Regions from separate parts of the Mus musculus genome. Here region 1 is linked to region 2. The links are chromatin contacts, called in public Micro-C maps. All regions are on one chromosome and are shown on one strand. The core of a region is the stretch at or near the end of the contact, and the rest is flanking DNA. Distances in the headings are between cores, read along the strand shown.

The links. A called contact is a pair of places that touch in the nucleus more often than the background predicts.
Region 1: a Micro-C map of embryonic stem cells shows a contact between it and region 2, with 21 times the contacts expected there. The contact joins the promoter of Tnrc18 here to the promoter of Tbx3os1 in region 2. A contact is called at or near these places in 3 of 39 promoter capture datasets (cranial neural crest, frontonasal cranial neural crest and maxillary cranial neural crest) and 2 of 484 Hi-C or Micro-C datasets (both in embryonic stem cells).

What each region holds. Positions count from the first base shown.
Region 1 is chr5:142,815,714-142,819,166 of GRCm38.p6, forward strand. It overlaps Tnrc18 (trinucleotide repeat containing 18), which reads right to left and starts at 1,949. Exons shown (of 28, transcript NM_001122730.3): 1 at 1,559-1,949. It overlaps Gm31365 (a long non-coding RNA gene), which reads left to right. Exons shown (of 3, transcript XR_377182.4): 3 at 1-279.
Region 2 is chr5:119,669,155-119,672,855 of GRCm38.p6, forward strand. Tbx3os1 (T-box 3, opposite strand 1) reads right to left here and starts at 2,354. Exons shown (of 4, transcript NR_166476.1): 1 at 2,097-2,354. Tbx3 (T-box 3) reads left to right here and starts at 2,079. Exons shown (of 8, transcript NM_011535.3): 1 at 2,079-3,250. The coding sequence starts at 2,862.

The DNA.
Region 1 (3,453 bases), core at 699-3,198, about 23 Mb after region 2:
CTCTTGCCTACGAAGTTCTCCCTAACTGGGGAAGGCCACTCAACAGACCGCGCCCGTTCAGCTAAATCCAAACCCGTAGTTTATTTTTCAGGCGTCACAAGCTCTGGAGGTTTAAAACTTCGAATGCTTTTGAGTTGGTTGAAATGTGTCCATAACGCCATACCAACTATCTGATTCGCAAAGTTTAATGTTTAACCTTTTTAGGGCCCTCGTCTCCCTTTTTTTTTTCTCCTTGTGAGCCGCGAATAATAATAATAATAATAAAAGGGGTGTTCGGTTTAGGGGCTTTTTGTTGTTGTTTACCAAGGTCAGATACGAAACGGGTTTATTTTTAAAGGAAGATCACCGCCCCCCTCCTGCTGCCCCCGTTGGGCCATTGGGAGTCGCAGAATCCGAGTCCCCGAGACGTGGCATTCTCGCCCGTGAACTGGAAAAAGACTCCTTCAAAACAAGATTTGGTTTCATTTTCCAACGCCCGGGCCTGGGAATACCGATGCCCGGAGAACGTGGCTTGGTGTGGAGGATTTGGGGATCATCAGAGAAGAAAGAAGGGGTCTCCAAAGATCTCAATTCTACCCTAGCTTTGTGACCCACACACCCCCAAAATAACCTACAAAGGAAAAAAAATAACTTAACAGCGCGGGCCAGCGGAGGGGCGCCTCCCCAGCATCGGGTAAACCCTCCTGTAAGTCCTATTTAAGCTGTTTGTTTAAAAGATCTGTCGCTTTCCTGTTCCCGAGGGGGTAGGGAGGTCTCAGAGAGCCCACCCTTCCCTCCCTGACTACCAGCCCCAGGCTACTCTAGACCCCCTGGTTCCGGGAGAACCGGGGCGCTCTAGCAGACGGAGACTAAGCCACAGCTCCCGGGTGACCAGCCGCCCTACGCCCAGACCCAAAAGTCCTCTTCCCCCAACTTTGCTAAGGACGCCTATTTTAACGTGGCTTTGGTTACAACACCCCCTCTTCCTCTCGCCCGCCCTCGCTCTTTATCAGGCTCTGGTTACCAGAATCGCGTTTACTTTTGAAAAAATCTAGGATCGTCACAGCCCGGGATACTTGTCTCAAAGGCGCCAGGAGCTTCCCGCATACACTTAAAGATAATATTCATTAAAGGCAGCGTTTTGAAAAAGGCAGAGCCCAGGCGCCCCACTTTAAGGAAGTCGGGGTGAAGCCCTACGGAGCAGCCTTTGCCATGGTCGAGAAGCTGGCGTGGCTATCTGCGGGGTTCCACTGCGTCCTTCTCTACTTTTCCCCTCTTAAATGCAGCTAAAATGGCTGAATTCCGGCTTTTAATTAAAAACAGCCTATAATCGAAACCGTCTCGGCGTCCCCGGGCTAGCCCGCCGCCTGCCGGGAACCAAGTAGGGAACCGCCGCCCTCGGCGGTGCTGCAGACTGAGAGCTCGGGTGGGAGTCCAAGGCGCAGCGATGCGTCCTCTCCCCCTGATCCCTGCCCTCCGCTTCCCTTCTGGGGACCCCGACTGTTTCGGGGACCTTCTGCTTTGCGGACCCAAGGGGTACGCTGCACAAGTTCGGGGAGCATCGGGGCCCGGAGCGTACCTGGCGCGGCGGGGCTCCGGGCTCCAGGCTCCGACGGCGACTCCGGCAACCGCCGCGGTTCCTGGCGCGGCTAGGCGCCCGTACTGCCCGCCATCCCTCGGCCGCCGCTCCCCTCCGCCACCCGCAGCCGCCTCACACTTTTTGCCCGCCTTTCCTTTTTTTGGTAGAAAACCGCTCCCCGGGCCGGGCGCGCGGCGCGCCAACTCCTCCGCCCTCCCGCGGCCCCGCTCCCGCAGCCCCCGGAAAAGCCAGCTTTCCTCCCGCCGAGCTCCCCGCTTTTTAATAAAATCCAGGTAGCGCCGGTTTAAAGAATCCCAAATCTCCATATACAGCCCGGGATTGGAAAAGGTACATTACACAACCCCCCTTTCAAGTTCCTCTCGCTGGATCTAAAAAAAAAAAAAAAAAAAAAAAAGCGAAGGGGGGGCTTAAGGGGGACGGGGGAGGGGAGCCTCGCAGGCGAAGAAACACGCATTGTTCCCGGGTGCCCGCCCCCCCCTTCGGGCCAGCCCCCGGCCGCAGCGCATTGGTCCCGCTCGCCGCCCATCACGCGCATGTAAACACCTTGGCCCTCAGCCATTCCTATAAAACCAATTACGGACCTCGGGGCTCCAGCAGTTTCCAGGCTCCCCACGGCGGGGCTGAATGATCAAAACTGGTGGTGAGAATTTTTCCGAGCCGTTTCTAGGCAGCCCTCCCCCACACCAGCTCCAGCAGACCCCCCCCTTCTTTCTCCTTCTCCCTCCCCCCACATCCCAGCCCCTCCTCCTGCGTCTGGGCTGAGTGATCAAAATAGAGGAAGATGGTTGTCGCCGCAATCCCGGGCATTGCAAGGCCTCCTGTCAGCTTCCTTCTTCGGGAGGAGGTGACAAGCTAGCCGGGAAGAGCCGGGAACCGGCGAGCTGCTCATTGCGCCCGCGCCCGGCGCTCCCTCTCTAGGGTGCCACTCCAAAGAGCGAGGTTCAGACGAAAAATAACAAGGCCTGCTTCTCTCTCGCTTGCTCGCTCACTCTCGCCTTTTAAAATAAAGCAGCGATTCATTCCCTTTCCCCCTAGCAGTCGCGGTCGGGTGGGGTGGGCAGGCAGGCGACAAGGCCTTTTTTTTTTCCTTTTGCCCCTGCCTGCGGGTCCCCTCCCTGAAACGCGGTGTCAGAAGGCTTTACTGATTAATATTTTGGACAGGCCGCGGCGGTCGGCAGCGGTGAGTTGCATCTTATAAAAGGTTCCTATAGAAACCCGGGCTGTGGGGCTCTGCGGCCGAGTGCGCACCGCGCGCCCCTCCCCAAAGCCCCTTTTGGCGTGGGCGCCCCTCCTTCCCCCTTTCCCCGCCAAGAAAAACCAGAGCAGAAAAAAGGATTAGATCGGCGGAACGCGAGCTGAATCCCTCTCGGTTCTGACATTTCAGCCCTATTAGCATTTCTCCACGGGGCCTTCTGAAACCTATTAAGGTGTAATATTAAAAACCTCTTGGCTGGGGGCCTCTCTCGCCTTCCATCCGCCGCGCCCCCTCCAGGGAGGGCGAGACCGGGAAAGGGAAAAAAAAAAATCTGTTGAGCTCAGAGGAAGCAAGCCAAGCCCAAAAGTGCTTGGCTGGCCACGGCGGCCAGAGGGGGAGGGGAGCACTAATCCCCCAGACTTTGTACTTTTATTTTGCTCTTTCAGCAAAAAAAAAAAAAAAAAAAAAAAAAAAACTTTCGAAGTTAAGTGGCAGGGAGCCGCCGACGGCAGTCTACCTGACTGGGGACCCAGGGAGTGTGATCCTTGCCGAAGGGACCCGTTCTAAAGGGTGGGGAGATCCCCTGCACCCTCTCGGAGCCCGAGCCCAGCTAGGCATTACCTACCCTGGAAAGGAAGCTTGGAAAGACAGAGAGCCTTGCAGATCCTACCTCGAGAGC
Region 2 (3,701 bases), core at 1,104-3,603:
GGGAAAGAAAGGGGCGAGATGGCAGGTCACACCAAGTTCAAAGAATGACTCTATTCCCATTGGCCGCACCAGGGAAAGCTCAGGGCTGGCGCCAAACGCTCTTAACCTTGTACATCAAAACACGTAAGACTGGAAAAGCTCGTGGCCTCAAATGTTCTGCCCTACCTGGGAGAAGGAACTGCCTATTCACCCAATAGCTGCTAGTTTGAACCTGCAGTTGGGAAAGGGGTCCTGGGCGAGGAGTTGGGGGAGGCCCCCAGGGGGAAAATCTAGGCGCAAATGGTCCACACGGAAACATTGAAAGCTTAATCTCTAGGCCCGGAAACCCAGCCTCCTTTCTGTTCCCTTTCCAAGCAAAGGTCTTGTCCCAGGAAAACTAAAAATTCTGCTAAGTTGCCCTCCATTTAAACTGGAATGTCCCAGTTCGCCTTTACCCACAAACAAGGACTGCAGGTTTGCGAGGGGAGTCCTACAGGGTCACCCAACCAAAGTCTGATCGATCAGTTGGCCTTCCTCCCCACCCTAGGATGAGCGGAGACCTTAGTCTCCCGACATCTGGGGTAAATGGGGGTGGGAGACGTTTCACGGTTTGTTTTACAAATTCGCCCCCGACGTCTGCCACGATAAGTCCCCAGGATAGAGCAGGAGCGGAGGCACCCAGAGATAAGTGTGATGCCTGAGGAAGATACGAGGCTGGTGCACCTCCCCCCGAGCAGCTCTCCAAGCCCAGAGCGGCAGCTCCCTACCGAGCTGGCCCGGAGGTGAGGGCAAAGGCTCTCAGGAGACAGGCCCGCAGTTCCAGGCGCTCACTTGTTTCAGCTGCTTCGTTCTCTCTACACCCACACCCCCATCCGGGTGGAACACTGGTGTCGTCATCCGAATGGAAGAGGAGCTGGGCTCAAAAGGGTCAGTAAATACATTTTTTAAAAAAAAAAGGAGCGAGCCGAGCGTAGACTGGGCCAGGCGCGCAGGCCTTGAATGCATTTGCGTGGTTTATTTTTCCGCGTGGGGGCTCGGTCTCAGTATGTCGGCGCGCGTTCGGGCCCAGAATCCCAAGGGGCATTTGGGTCTCTGCACGTGGCTGCGGGTGGGGAGCAGGCAGCGGGCAGAAAGATTGGTGGGATCCCCTGCGCTAGTGGCTCGGGAATCCGAAGCACCCGGGCGCAGGAGCTAGAGGATCTGACTCAGAGGTGGCTGGGCGGTTCCATGTGGGGCTCCCTTCAGAGCTACGCGAGCCTGGAGCTTTTGTTAAGGCTTATTGGCCGAAAGAGAGGTTCGGCGGCCAGCTCGGCTAGCCCGGGGCCCGGGAAAGGGAAGAAGCTGCAGATCCGCACAAGAGAAGCGGCCGCGGGCTTGAACTGTAGCGCTCGGAGCGCGCGAGAGGCGAGCGCCCCTGCCCGGCGCCTCGGAAGCCGGGCAAGCTGCCTGGCTCCCGCCCTCGCTCCCTCCCCCTTCCTCCCTGGCCCAGCCTCCTCCCCGGATCCCCCGGCTTGGATGGCTGAGGCCTTTCAGACGTAGGCTGAGCTGAGGAGCCGCGGCGAGCTCTCAGGCTGCTGCGAACTCTCTTCTGGATCAGCCACCTAGAGGCGACTTTGGTGAGCGCGCGGCGCCCTGGTGGCTCCCCGCCCTCCCCTCTGATCATGTTGACATAAACGCAGGACAGGCCGTAGTACCGCGCGGCGCAGCGACGTTCCAGTTTCCGACACCTTCTTTTTATAACTCGGCTCTATTCCCCCAGCACTCGACCTGTGAAAACCACGCCTATGCAGCCACACAATTGGTCCGAAAGCGTCAAAGAGCCAATCAACAAGCCTCGGGCTCCCGCAGCCCACAGCGCTGCCGGACCGTCCAGAGCCGCCGAGCAGACGCCCGGGGAATTCTAGAGGCGGAGGAGGGTGGCGAGGTGCTCGCTCGCTCTCTTTCTCTCTTTCTCTCCCTCCCTCTACTTGCCTACTCCAGCTCCCAATCACTCCGTTCTCTTCCTTCTTTCCTATTTTTTTTTTTTTGCACCCGTCTTCTTGATCCTCCCTCGCCCTGCGTGCCCGGACGCTGATTTTTTTTTAATTTATTATTTTTAGGAAAGCGATTTCGCTCACGTTTTTTTAGCACAAGGAAGACAGCCGGCTCCCCGAGGCAGAAGATCGCAGGCACCATTCGCTCGCCACCCAGACTCTGCGCGCAGCCCGGAGCCAGAGAGGAGGATCGCGAACCGAAGCCAGCTTCGCAGTTCTAGTTTTGAAAGCGCCGCTGGAAAGGGGCTTAAATCGCTTTTTTTTTTTTTTTTTTTTTAAAGGAGAGACTTTTCCTCCCCCCCTTGATCTCGCTGCCTGTGAAAGCCAGAGTCTAGCTCAACTAAGACGCCTCCTGCGAGAAAGCCAGAGAAGAGCTAGGGGGCGGGGGAAGGAGTCGAAAAAAAGGTTAAAAAAAAAAGTCTCCGAGAACCTTGCGCTTTGGCAACAAAGAGCGTGGGAGCCGGGGAGCCACCCCGGGAAAGGGCTGCAGTGTCTATTTCCAGCTAAGCCACAGGGCTTGGGCGCCAGTCGAGCCCCTGCTTGCTGCTTGCCCTACTGAAACCGACTTCCAGGAGCGGCTTTTCCAACACACTCCACGCACCAGGACAGCCCCTGCAGCGGCTATGTCTCCAGATCTGCTGCCGCTTTGTCCTCTTTAAAAGCGGCGTTCTCTTCCCCCCAAAGACACTTTCCCCCTCCCTTTCAAACGCTTTATTTGTAATTTGCCCTCTTTTTTATTTTAAACAAAACTATGCGTCGCTGTTGAATTTTTTAATTATTATTTTTGAAAAGCAACAACAAAAGCGGAGCCAAGCCAGCAGCTGCGGACTGGTTCCCTGTCTGGAGTGGATGAGCCTCTCCATGAGAGATCCGGTTATCCCTGGGACAAGCATGGCCTATCATCCCTTCCTACCTCACCGGGCGCCGGACTTCGCCATGAGCGCGGTACTGGGCCACCAGCCGCCTTTCTTCCCCGCGCTAACGCTGCCTCCCAACGGCGCCGCGGCGCTCTCGCTCCCCGGAGCTCTGGCCAAGCCCATCATGGATCAGTTAGTGGGGGCTGCTGAGACCGGCATCCCTTTCTCATCCCTGGGACCCCAGGCACATCTGAGGCCTCTGAAGACCATGGAACCCGAAGAAGACGTAGAAGATGACCCTAAGGTGCACCTGGAGGCCAAGGAACTTTGGGACCAGTTTCACAAGCGGGGTACAGAGATGGTCATCACGAAGTCAGGAAGGTAAGTAAGTAATCAGTGGGGGACCCCTCCCCCCAAACCATCTGAAAAATTTCACATCTCTTTTGTCTGACTCTTAAAACAGTAGATTCTGGCTGACTGTTGACGTTTGAAACGAAAACTTCCTGTCCCCCCAAATATGCGGAGACTCCAGGGCCCTGCCTTAAGGGTCAGGAAGTTTCAGCCTACCCGGGCCCTCAGTATGGTTCCTAGGGACTCGTATCCGGGGTTCCTTACAAAATACAGGGTGTTTTCCATTGAAGGAGACCGCGCACTCGGCTTCTGCAGCATTCGAGAAAATCACCTTGTTGCAGGAAGCCCGTTTGTGAAGCCATTCTGAAATATTCTTTACGTTTAGTTCTTTCTGTTGGATTTTATTTCCCAGGACAGACCTTAAAGCCCCTCTTAGACAGCAGTGGGAGACCCGGGAGGATTCCGCAGGCCCTTTCTACTC